Regions from separate parts of the Mus musculus genome. Here region 2 is linked to region 1. The links are chromatin contacts, called in public Micro-C maps. All regions are on one chromosome and are shown on one strand. The core of a region is the stretch at or near the end of the contact, and the rest is flanking DNA. Distances in the headings are between cores, read along the strand shown.

What was found. A called contact is a pair of places that touch in the nucleus more often than the background predicts.
Region 2: a contact with region 1 is called in a Micro-C map of the G1E-ER4 cell line. The contact joins two enhancer-like sites. A contact is called at or near these places in 8 of 484 Hi-C or Micro-C datasets (the G1E-ER4 cell line, the N1E-115 cell line, nephron progenitors and 2 more) and 2 of 115 datasets of contacts at active chromatin or transcription factors (bone marrow-derived dendritic cells and bone marrow-derived macrophages).

Annotation. Positions count from the first base shown.
Region 1 is chr6:22,406,213-22,410,834 of GRCm38.p6, reverse strand. No RefSeq gene overlaps it. Among named protein-coding and RNA genes, the nearest start is that of Gm38773, 16 kb to the right of the region's middle. Within about 2 kb of position 1,399, at least 48 of the 459 cell types and tissues checked have an H3K27ac peak or open chromatin away from gene starts, as enhancers often do. A contact at or near this core is called in the G1E-ER4 cell line and bone marrow-derived macrophages, where this site is marked.
Region 2 is chr6:22,491,681-22,496,117 of GRCm38.p6, reverse strand. No RefSeq gene overlaps it. Among named protein-coding and RNA genes, the nearest start is that of Gm38773, 100 kb to the right of the region's middle. Within about 2 kb of position 2,312, at least 37 of the 459 cell types and tissues checked have an H3K27ac peak or open chromatin away from gene starts, as enhancers often do. A contact at or near this core is called in the G1E-ER4 cell line and bone marrow-derived macrophages, where this site is marked.

The DNA.
Region 1 (4,622 bases), core at 150-2,649:
CCTCTGTCATAATTTTTGAACCAAATTTGAAGCAAGCTTTATTAAACACTGGCCCAGGATTCCCAAGGTGATGTTAGTCGTTAGTCAGGGACTTATACAGGTAAAATCCACAAGGCTACATGCTTCCTGCCGTCATCCAAACACTGCTAAGCATACATCCTGACACACCCCCTGCCTATGTGAGCAAGCACATGCTGTGCGTTTGGAACAACCAAGCTTACAGAAGCAAAGAACACATGGCTTGTTGCTTGTATGAACAGGCCCCAGCTGTCCAAGAAGTTATCTTATCTGTCCTTGGGCAAGTGAGGCTTGCAAGTTTGAGGAATTTTTGTTTTATAGATCTCTTACCCATAGTAATTTAAACTTAAAACACAATGTTAGCCCTCATACTTCCTTATGAAAATCATCTTCCATTATCTAATACAACCATATGTCAACATTTTCAGACTAAATAATCTACATCCCACCTGCACAATTTATCTTTTTATCATTATAATTTAAATAATTATATATTTAATAACTGTCAAAATCATGACATATCCTATCAACAACACACATATGACAAGAAAAACTAACTTTCAAAATATAGTAGGACGAGACATCTTTCCACAAAGAAAGGTTTATCCTATACAGTACAACGTTATTTTGCATATGAGTTAGTCAGAGATCGGCCTGCTTCTACCTTCTGAGTACTGAAATTAAAGGTATGCACCACCATGCCCAGTTTCACTATGCTTTTGTTAATACATACTGTTCACACTCAGTAAAGCCTCAGCAACATTGATAGTGAGGTTGGGGAAGTAAGGAAATTATTAAAGAAAAGGAGACTGACATGTAACCATTCCTGATTCATGGACCTTTTGAGTTTTTCTCCCTTTCCTCTATGTAAACTTTCTAGGAAATTTAGACCTTTGAAAAGCCTAAATTATTAACCAAATTCTTTGCATGAAAAAATTTTTAGTGTACAGTGACACTTTGCTAGGATAGTTTGGGTTAAACTTCCAATATGATAAATACAAAGTTAAGTGGTACATGAGTGCTCTGTGGAAACCATGACAGACAGACGCCTCCTCACTGTCACATACACATCTGTGGATTTCACAAAACCTTCATGAGCTAAAAAAACTATGAATATTCCTCTATCACCGGCTTCCCTCTTTCCCTCTCTCGTTACTCCTTCCTTCCTTCCTTCCTTCCTTCCTCCCTCCCTCCCTCCCTCCCTTCCTTTCTTCCTTCTTTCCTTCCTCCCTCTCTTCCCCTCTCTTTTCTTGCTTTCTTTCTTTCCTTCTTTCTTTTAATGTGTAAACTTTGTGTCTCAAGAATAACATGAAGATGTCTTAGAAAGCAGGTGTTTCCCCACCACTATTGAAAACACTAGGCTATTGAGTTTCCAGGTGTTCAGTAGAGGAAGTGATGATCAAAGACTTAAATATTCCATTCTAGTTCTTTTGTTTTTCAAAGCCTAAAATATGTCTGTCAAAGACTCTGGGAAGCGGGGCAGCAAATGCATCAAACTGAGCAGAGTCCTCTGCCTGTGTTAGGCTCATCACTGTCCTCAGGAAAAGGGCAATGTGTGCCTGAACCTAAACTGAAGAGGGTGTGAGTGTTCCCAGCGTCTCTTCATATTGCTGGAAAGATAGCACACAGGAACCCCTGGGTTATCGTGGGCTTTGTGGACCACCACTGGACAGAGGCAAAGTTCACTCTCCCGATTGTTTGCTTGCTTGTGCCTTTGTTATCTCATTATAACAACTGGGAGGATCATTTGCAGCTACTGAGCAAAACTGTCACATGCTAAGCATTAAATCATAGACGTTAAAAACGAAAGTGGTGCTTTAAGAAGACAGAACTAAAAACAGAATCATGTGACCTTCAGTGAATTCTTGGTTCTAACAAAAGAAAATGTGCATCATCTGAGCATGAAATGCTTTAGTCCCGTTAGGTGAGCTGAAAATACTGCAATCAATGATGTGATGTATTTTGTTTTTGTATCCTGATAAGAATTTTAGAATTGTGATGTGATGCCAGCAGAAAGATCTGGAATGAAAAGGGCTTCAGGGATACAGTTTCTGAAGATTCAAAGCAGTATTCTAATAAAATAAAAGGCTTTACAGAAGGTGGGGGTGCAGAAATGGAAGGCATTCTCTGGTAGGATACTGTGTCCACATATCAGGGCTATAGAGAAACATTAGCCTCAGTGTGTTATCTGCTAATTCTAACTGTTTTATTTTATTTAGGCAATGGAATGATGGGAAGAAACTTTGTGAGCTGAGAAATCATTCCCTGGAGAGATAGATCTCAGTCAGTTTTCAGACTTGATTGGCAAAGGTACTCACAACACAAAACCCAGAGCACACGAGATCCCGTACATGCACAACTGATGGATTGGAAATGTAAAGTCTCCAAAAAATTTTAACAGGTGCTACAAAAGTTGGAGATGGACAGGCATGGTCGAACATTTAATTCCAGCACCTGAGGGTCAGAGGCAGATGAATTTCTGTGAGTTCGAGGCCAGGCTGGTCTATACAGTGAGTCCCAGAACAGCCAGAGCTACACAGAGAAACCCTGTTTCAAAACAAAACATCAAAGAAGAGAGGACTTTATAGAGAGGTAACAAATGAATAGGATATTTCTTGGCTATTATTACATATGTAACTATCACAGACTTAGCAACTTAGAGCACTTTCAACATCTCAAATTTTCTGCAAGTTATGAACCAGGGCTTTTCCTTTTTCTTTATCAGCTCACAGGGCTATAATGAGAGGTTTTCTTTGCAGAAAGTCAGTCCTCAAGCTCACACAGGTAGGACTAGGCAGTAACTGATTCTGAGGGCTGTGGACTGAGAGCCATGCTTCCTAGCAAACGGCTGCCTGGAATTCATTCTCTCTTTGCTCCTCCCAACATAGCTACATACTTCATCCAAGAAGTCAAGGGAAAGTCTTCCAGCAAGAAAAGACACTACTCTATGAAGCCTGGTCATGACAGTAACATTGGTCCACCTTTAGTCTGTAGACTAGAAGCAGATTAATAATTCAGTTCAAACAAAAAGAGGTTATTTGACCCAGAAAAATACACGTACATATACATACACATACACACACACACAAACGCATGCATGTGCACAGGCACACACACACACACACACAGAGGGGGGGAGGGGGAGAGACAAAGACAGAGAATTGTAAAACAAGCTTTGGTTTAGAACTGAAGATATTGCAATTAAGGTTTGCTGTAATTGCTGTGGTCTGAACGTGAGTGACACTAAGGCAAATATAAAATAGGAGAAAGTCATCTGACAAACGGACAATAGATGGATAATGAGAACAAGATAAATTGAGAAGGAAATCTTTCAACAGCTAAGGAGAGATGAACTCTTGTAAACATGGAAGGACTTGTAGAGCACAGGTGAAGGAGGCACTGCCATCGTTAGCTTCAGCTATCAATATGACACCAACTAGAATCACCTGGGAAGAGAGGAACTTCCTCCATCAGATTGGCCTGTGGCATGGCTTTAAGGTATTTTCTTGGTTTGTTATTGATATGGGAAGGCCCAGCTGCTGTGGCAGTGGCATTCCAGGTAGATTGCCTTGGGTTGTTTAAGGAAGAAGGCTGAGCATGAGCAAGAGTGAGTTAGCAGTATTCTTCCATGGTCTCTGTTTCGGTTCCTGCCTCTACATTGTAACATGGTCCCAGATCTTCATAGGCCCCCAGACCTTAGCACAACTGACTCCATGATAGAAGTACCATTCAGGCCATAAAACAACAATAGACAGCACCACCAGCCAAAAATGAAAACAAAGGCCATATCCATCAAAGTCTATAGTTCTGGGAAAGTCCCTAAATGTACTGACCTTGCTGTTTGGCTTCTGTGGTTGCACTTTTGGCTAACTGTTCTTGTTAACTGAAGTATATCAACCCAGAACATGGCTTTTGTGCTTGAAAGCTCACCCCAAGAAAGGCTCAGTGCTATACACTGAGATCCTAAACACCCATTTAGTCGCCAGCTGGCTAGTAAGGACTTTTTATTGGCTTATATCCATATCTGAGCAGTTGTCTCTGGTGGCTACCCAACAGCAAGGCTCCTGCCTGGAGTATTCCCCCCACGATGGACTGTAACCTGGAAGCCAAATGAACCTGATCCACATCCAAGTTGCTTTGGTCAGTGTTTTACCACAGTAACAGAAACCAAACTAGAAAAATCACTTATGCCAAAGGGAGAAAACGCAGAATATACCGGGTATAAACACAAGTAATTCAGTCAGTTTGAAGAGAAGCACTTTTTGAACAGCTTCTATTTTATCAGGGGGAAAAAAAAGCAGGCAAGGTCACTAGCTTGAAGCAGGTGTTGTAAGTTTAATGTCACATCAAAGAAAGAAATAAGAAATGTAAGAAAGAAAAGGTCAGAGCAAGAAAACAATAATGAAGTCAACAGCTATATATTTACAAAGAGCCATAAAACTGTATTGCTTTTAAGAAATATCTATATCTACATATTTCCCATAAGCCGGGAAGACTCATAAGGAAAAGACTCTTTATAGACTTATCTGGAGACTGTATACACATGAGAAAGCAAGGGTGCTTCTTGACTTCTCTCCTTGCCCATCTGTTCACTGTCCCTGGGG
Region 2 (4,437 bases), core at 1,063-3,562, 84 kb before region 1:
CAGTGTCGTGGTCACCTTGAAGACTTTTTGCCAGTTAGTCATGCATCCTGAAAGGTTTTTCAGTCTATAATGTTATTGTTTTGGAAAGCAAACATTCTTCTAGCAAATGGATTTTGAACACCAGGTTTAAAATGACAAAGAAACCTGCCTGGAGTTCCTGAAGCTTCTGTTCATAGGTGAATTTCACCCTTACCATTTACAATATATTTGGGCTGGAGAGATGGCTCAGCGGTTAAGAGCACTGACTGCTCTTCTGAAGGTCCTGAGTTCAAATCCCAGCAGCCACATGGTGGCTCATAATCATCTGTAATGAGATCAGACGCCCTCTTCTGGTGTGTCTGAAGACAGCTACGGTGTACTCATTTATAATAATAAATAATCTTGGGGCCAGTGAGAGCGAGGTTGACCAGAGCAAGCAGAGGTCCTAAATTCAATTCCCAGCAATCACATGTTAGCTCACAACCATCTGTACAGCTACAGTGTACCCATATACATAAAATAAATAAATACCTCTTTAAAAGCAAAAACAACAACAAAAAAAAAAAACGATATATTCATCATTCATAAAACAGCCCCCTCTTTTCCAAGAGGGTAGTTACTCTATTTCAACAAGGAATTCTATAAGCTGTAAAAAGAGAGATGAACTTTTATTGCTAATACACGCGCGCGCGCGCGCGTGTGTGTGTGTGTGTGTGTGTGTGTGTGTGTGTGTGTGTGTAATTTATCAGATTTCTAAACTTTGGCCAACTTTCATATGTTTAATTTTATAAACTATAAACACTGTAAGAGTTTAAGTTGAATTTTTTAAAAGTTGGGGTTAAATTTTTCTCTCTAGGGGGTTGTTTTACTAACTCACAAAACTCTCCATACACAGCCACTGCTATTAAGAAAGAGAGAAAGCTAAATATATATATATATATATATATATATATATATATATATATATATGATTTTATACACACATGAATACACATGTGTGTGTGGTGTGTATCCCTACCTAATTAAATTTTGACCAGGAAAAGAGCCATAGTTGACCTCAACAGGAGATCACTAAAAAGAAAAGAAAAAAGGGGGCCCAAGTGCCTGACCTAAAATTCCACTCACCCCACCCTGCTTTCCTCCACATTCATGGCATCTTTGGGAAAGAGCTTTGAGTGTACAATATTCGCCCGATTTTTGCGGTGGACCAGGCTAGGCTGATCCTCAGATCTCTTCCTCAGCTGTTTCCACAGCTTAGACCCTGCCTCATCTGACACTGGTTTTTGGCAGAGCCTGGTTCCACCAAAGAATTAGGGCATCTTATACTTCCACATCATTTTGTCTTCTTAAACAGTATGTATTCTCTAAATTGTAAGTAAATAGGTAGGTACCAGTATTTTCCTTTTACAGCTCTTTGAGAAAAGGTATTTACAACGTTAGAAACCAAAGGGGAAGTTTCTGATAGTCAGGGCCCCACACCCTCAGCCTTCCCTGCCTTTCACAGCCAACCTCCTGCTTCTTCTTTAGAATGGTGCCTTTGCACAATAAAAACACCACTTGCATAAAGCATCCAACCTTTTCCTTCCTAAGAAAGTCCCCTTTTCTAATTAAAATATGCAGTAGTCTTAAACACTTCATTACATCTTACAAATTTCAGAAACAGTCTCCTGCTTCAATTTTTGATATTAAATTCAATGTGAATTCTAGCCTCATGTTAACTTTAATTGGAAAAAAGTAGTGCAAAATGTACTTTAAAGGGAAGTCGTACCAGATTAATAAGAATTTCAAGATAAAAGCACGATTGAAATATTTGCTGAGAACCATATCCTTTCATTCAAATAAGGCTAAAGCCGTGTCAAGATTATGAGATTATTTTTTTTCTCAGTATCCCGGAGCAGAGCTAGCGAAGTCTGTGGAGGTGGTTATTCTACTCACCCCTGCAGAAAAATCCACAGAGCAGCCTCAGAAGCAAAAAGCCTTTGGGTCAAATACAGATGCTATTGCTTGTCTCAATCACTAGATGGCGCCATGAGAATCTAAAATAGCCAGTCCTGGCTCATGAGTCCTGAAACAGCTTTGTCAGCATTTCTTAAATTGCGAGCATTCCACTTTTAAAAGAAAAGGGGGGAAAATATTATTTGCTGAAAATTACTTTTAGCAGTTTTGTGGAAAAAAAAACTTTTCTCTAAATGTTTTCAACGACATAGGATTCCAGTAGTAACTGTACTTGTGTTTAAGTCTTGCCACTTTTTCGAAACTGCTTTCCTTCTCTAGTTAAGAACTGTCTACGATGATTAGTCAGCCCCGCAGTGTTCTGCCAAGCCGAAAATGCTGCATTATTGGGCCTTAAAAGCTCTTTCCCAAAGAGGCCATGAATGTGAAGGATACCAGGGAGGGGTGTGCAGAAGGGCTTAGAAGAAAGAAGAAGGAAAAAATGAAATGTTGTAATTAAAATACAATCTCGAAAACTAAGCAAACAAACAGAAAAGCTTTTTTCTACGTTGCATAAATTTCTGAAAAAATCGAAATAGCGGTCGATAGAAGGTGTCTTGCCTAAAGTCAGATACGCAAGCTACTTGTCCCACTGAGCCCAGTTTTTCAGCTTGTGTAACCCAGAGTCATCAAACTGTAATTTCTGTGATTTCACAGGTTAGGTTTGAAAACTATGGCCCCAGACAAAGCCGAGTCCTTATTTTGATGATTTTTGAGAAATAGCCTCAAATTTCCAGATTCGGGGTCGTCTCTTAAATAGATGAAATTTGTCAGTTTATGATTTCCACTTGATACAGAACAGATCTTAGGACATATTTTTCCGTCTGTTAAGTTATTAGCTAAAATGTCTCTGTAGCGGATGCTTCCCTTTGCGCAGAATCCTAAGGAGATGGGGCGGGGCGGGGCAGGCGTGGGATATTCAGCGGCTCTAGTTATTTCCTTTCCTGCAACTCTTCTACTCTATCAGCGTGATTAAGTATCTCCGACAGACCACAGTCGTGCACTAAATATGCGGTGCTTAAAATAGTAACATAATCATTTGTTTGGCAAATGAGGAGTGCAGCAAAGCAGCATAAACTGCTTTTTAAAGCTGAAAGTGTTCTACTTTCTAAATCCCTGAAGTGCAAATTATTTCCAAAGAATGTGCTACTGTCTGAGCGTCTTTCGCTGTCTCGTCTGGTCGTTTTCTACGTTTCTACGCTTCCTTTTCCTTGGGAAACGAAACAGAGGAAAGGAACCTCACCTTGTCTTCCACTCTTCACAAGACATGGGGATTTCTCTCCACACTGTCTGAGACAAAATGGACCAGACAGCAAAGATCTCTCTCTCTCTCTCTCTCTCTCTCTCTCTCTCTCTCTCTCTCTCTCTCTCTCTCTCTCTCACACACACACACACACACACACACACACACACACACACCACCTGTTGCCAGAAGAGTGTGTCTGCAGGTGGTTGGACATAAAGCTTTATAAGAAAGAGTAAACAAACTGTGGACCCCGGGGTACTACCATATTAATCTATCAGACAAGATGTGCCCAGTGGTACAGGAGAGGCATAACTACCCTGGGCTGAAACCAACTCCTTCCCGATTAGATCCGATGCCCTCTTCACAGAAGGGAATGCATACCTTATATGGTAGACTTACTTGGTCAAAAGCCTATGGTTAGAGAGATGGTAGACAGACCCTATCAGGGGGGGCCTACTAATGTTTTTCCTGAACAAATGTCATTAAAATGCCTTCTAAATATTTATGATGACACCCTTAGACTAGTGCAGCTTTCAGCCTTGGCCAGAGAAGCGCCTTTTGACAGTGGGACATGCACACATACAAGTAAATATATAAACGTCATTAAACATTTTTATATAACTGAAAAACAAAGGGGGAAATAATTGGATTGATTCTTATTATCAATTCTAGAATCAAGCAATAGCTTGCTCGGTCTATAAAGTAGTGTTAGTGTGAGATAAAACGGCAGGCTTGGCACTATTGGAAGAAAGAGGTAGGAAGAGAACCAGGAGAGTCAAAACTGGTTTTGTTGTCTCAGAGCACTTTCCTTATAAGACTGAAACTTCATCTGAGCAATGGTGGCACATCTTTAATCCCAGCACTCAAGAAGCTGGGGAAGGTGGATCTCTGTGAGTTCAAGGTCAGCCCAGTCTACAGAGTGTGTTCCGTACACACACACACACACACACACACACACAGAGAGTGAAAGAGGTAATATATACACACACATATATCTTCAATTTCCTTACTTAAAAGTATTTTATTACATATTACCTCTTTCACTCTGTGTGTGTGTGTGTGTGTGTGTGTGTGTGTGTGTGTGTGTGTGCATACACATCCACATGTCTCACAAACACCACAGGCCCAGCATACATGAGAATGTCAGAAGACAACCTGTGAGATCCATTTTCTCCTTCCAGTCTGTGAGCCCCAGGACTGGACAAGGGTGGGCGGAAACC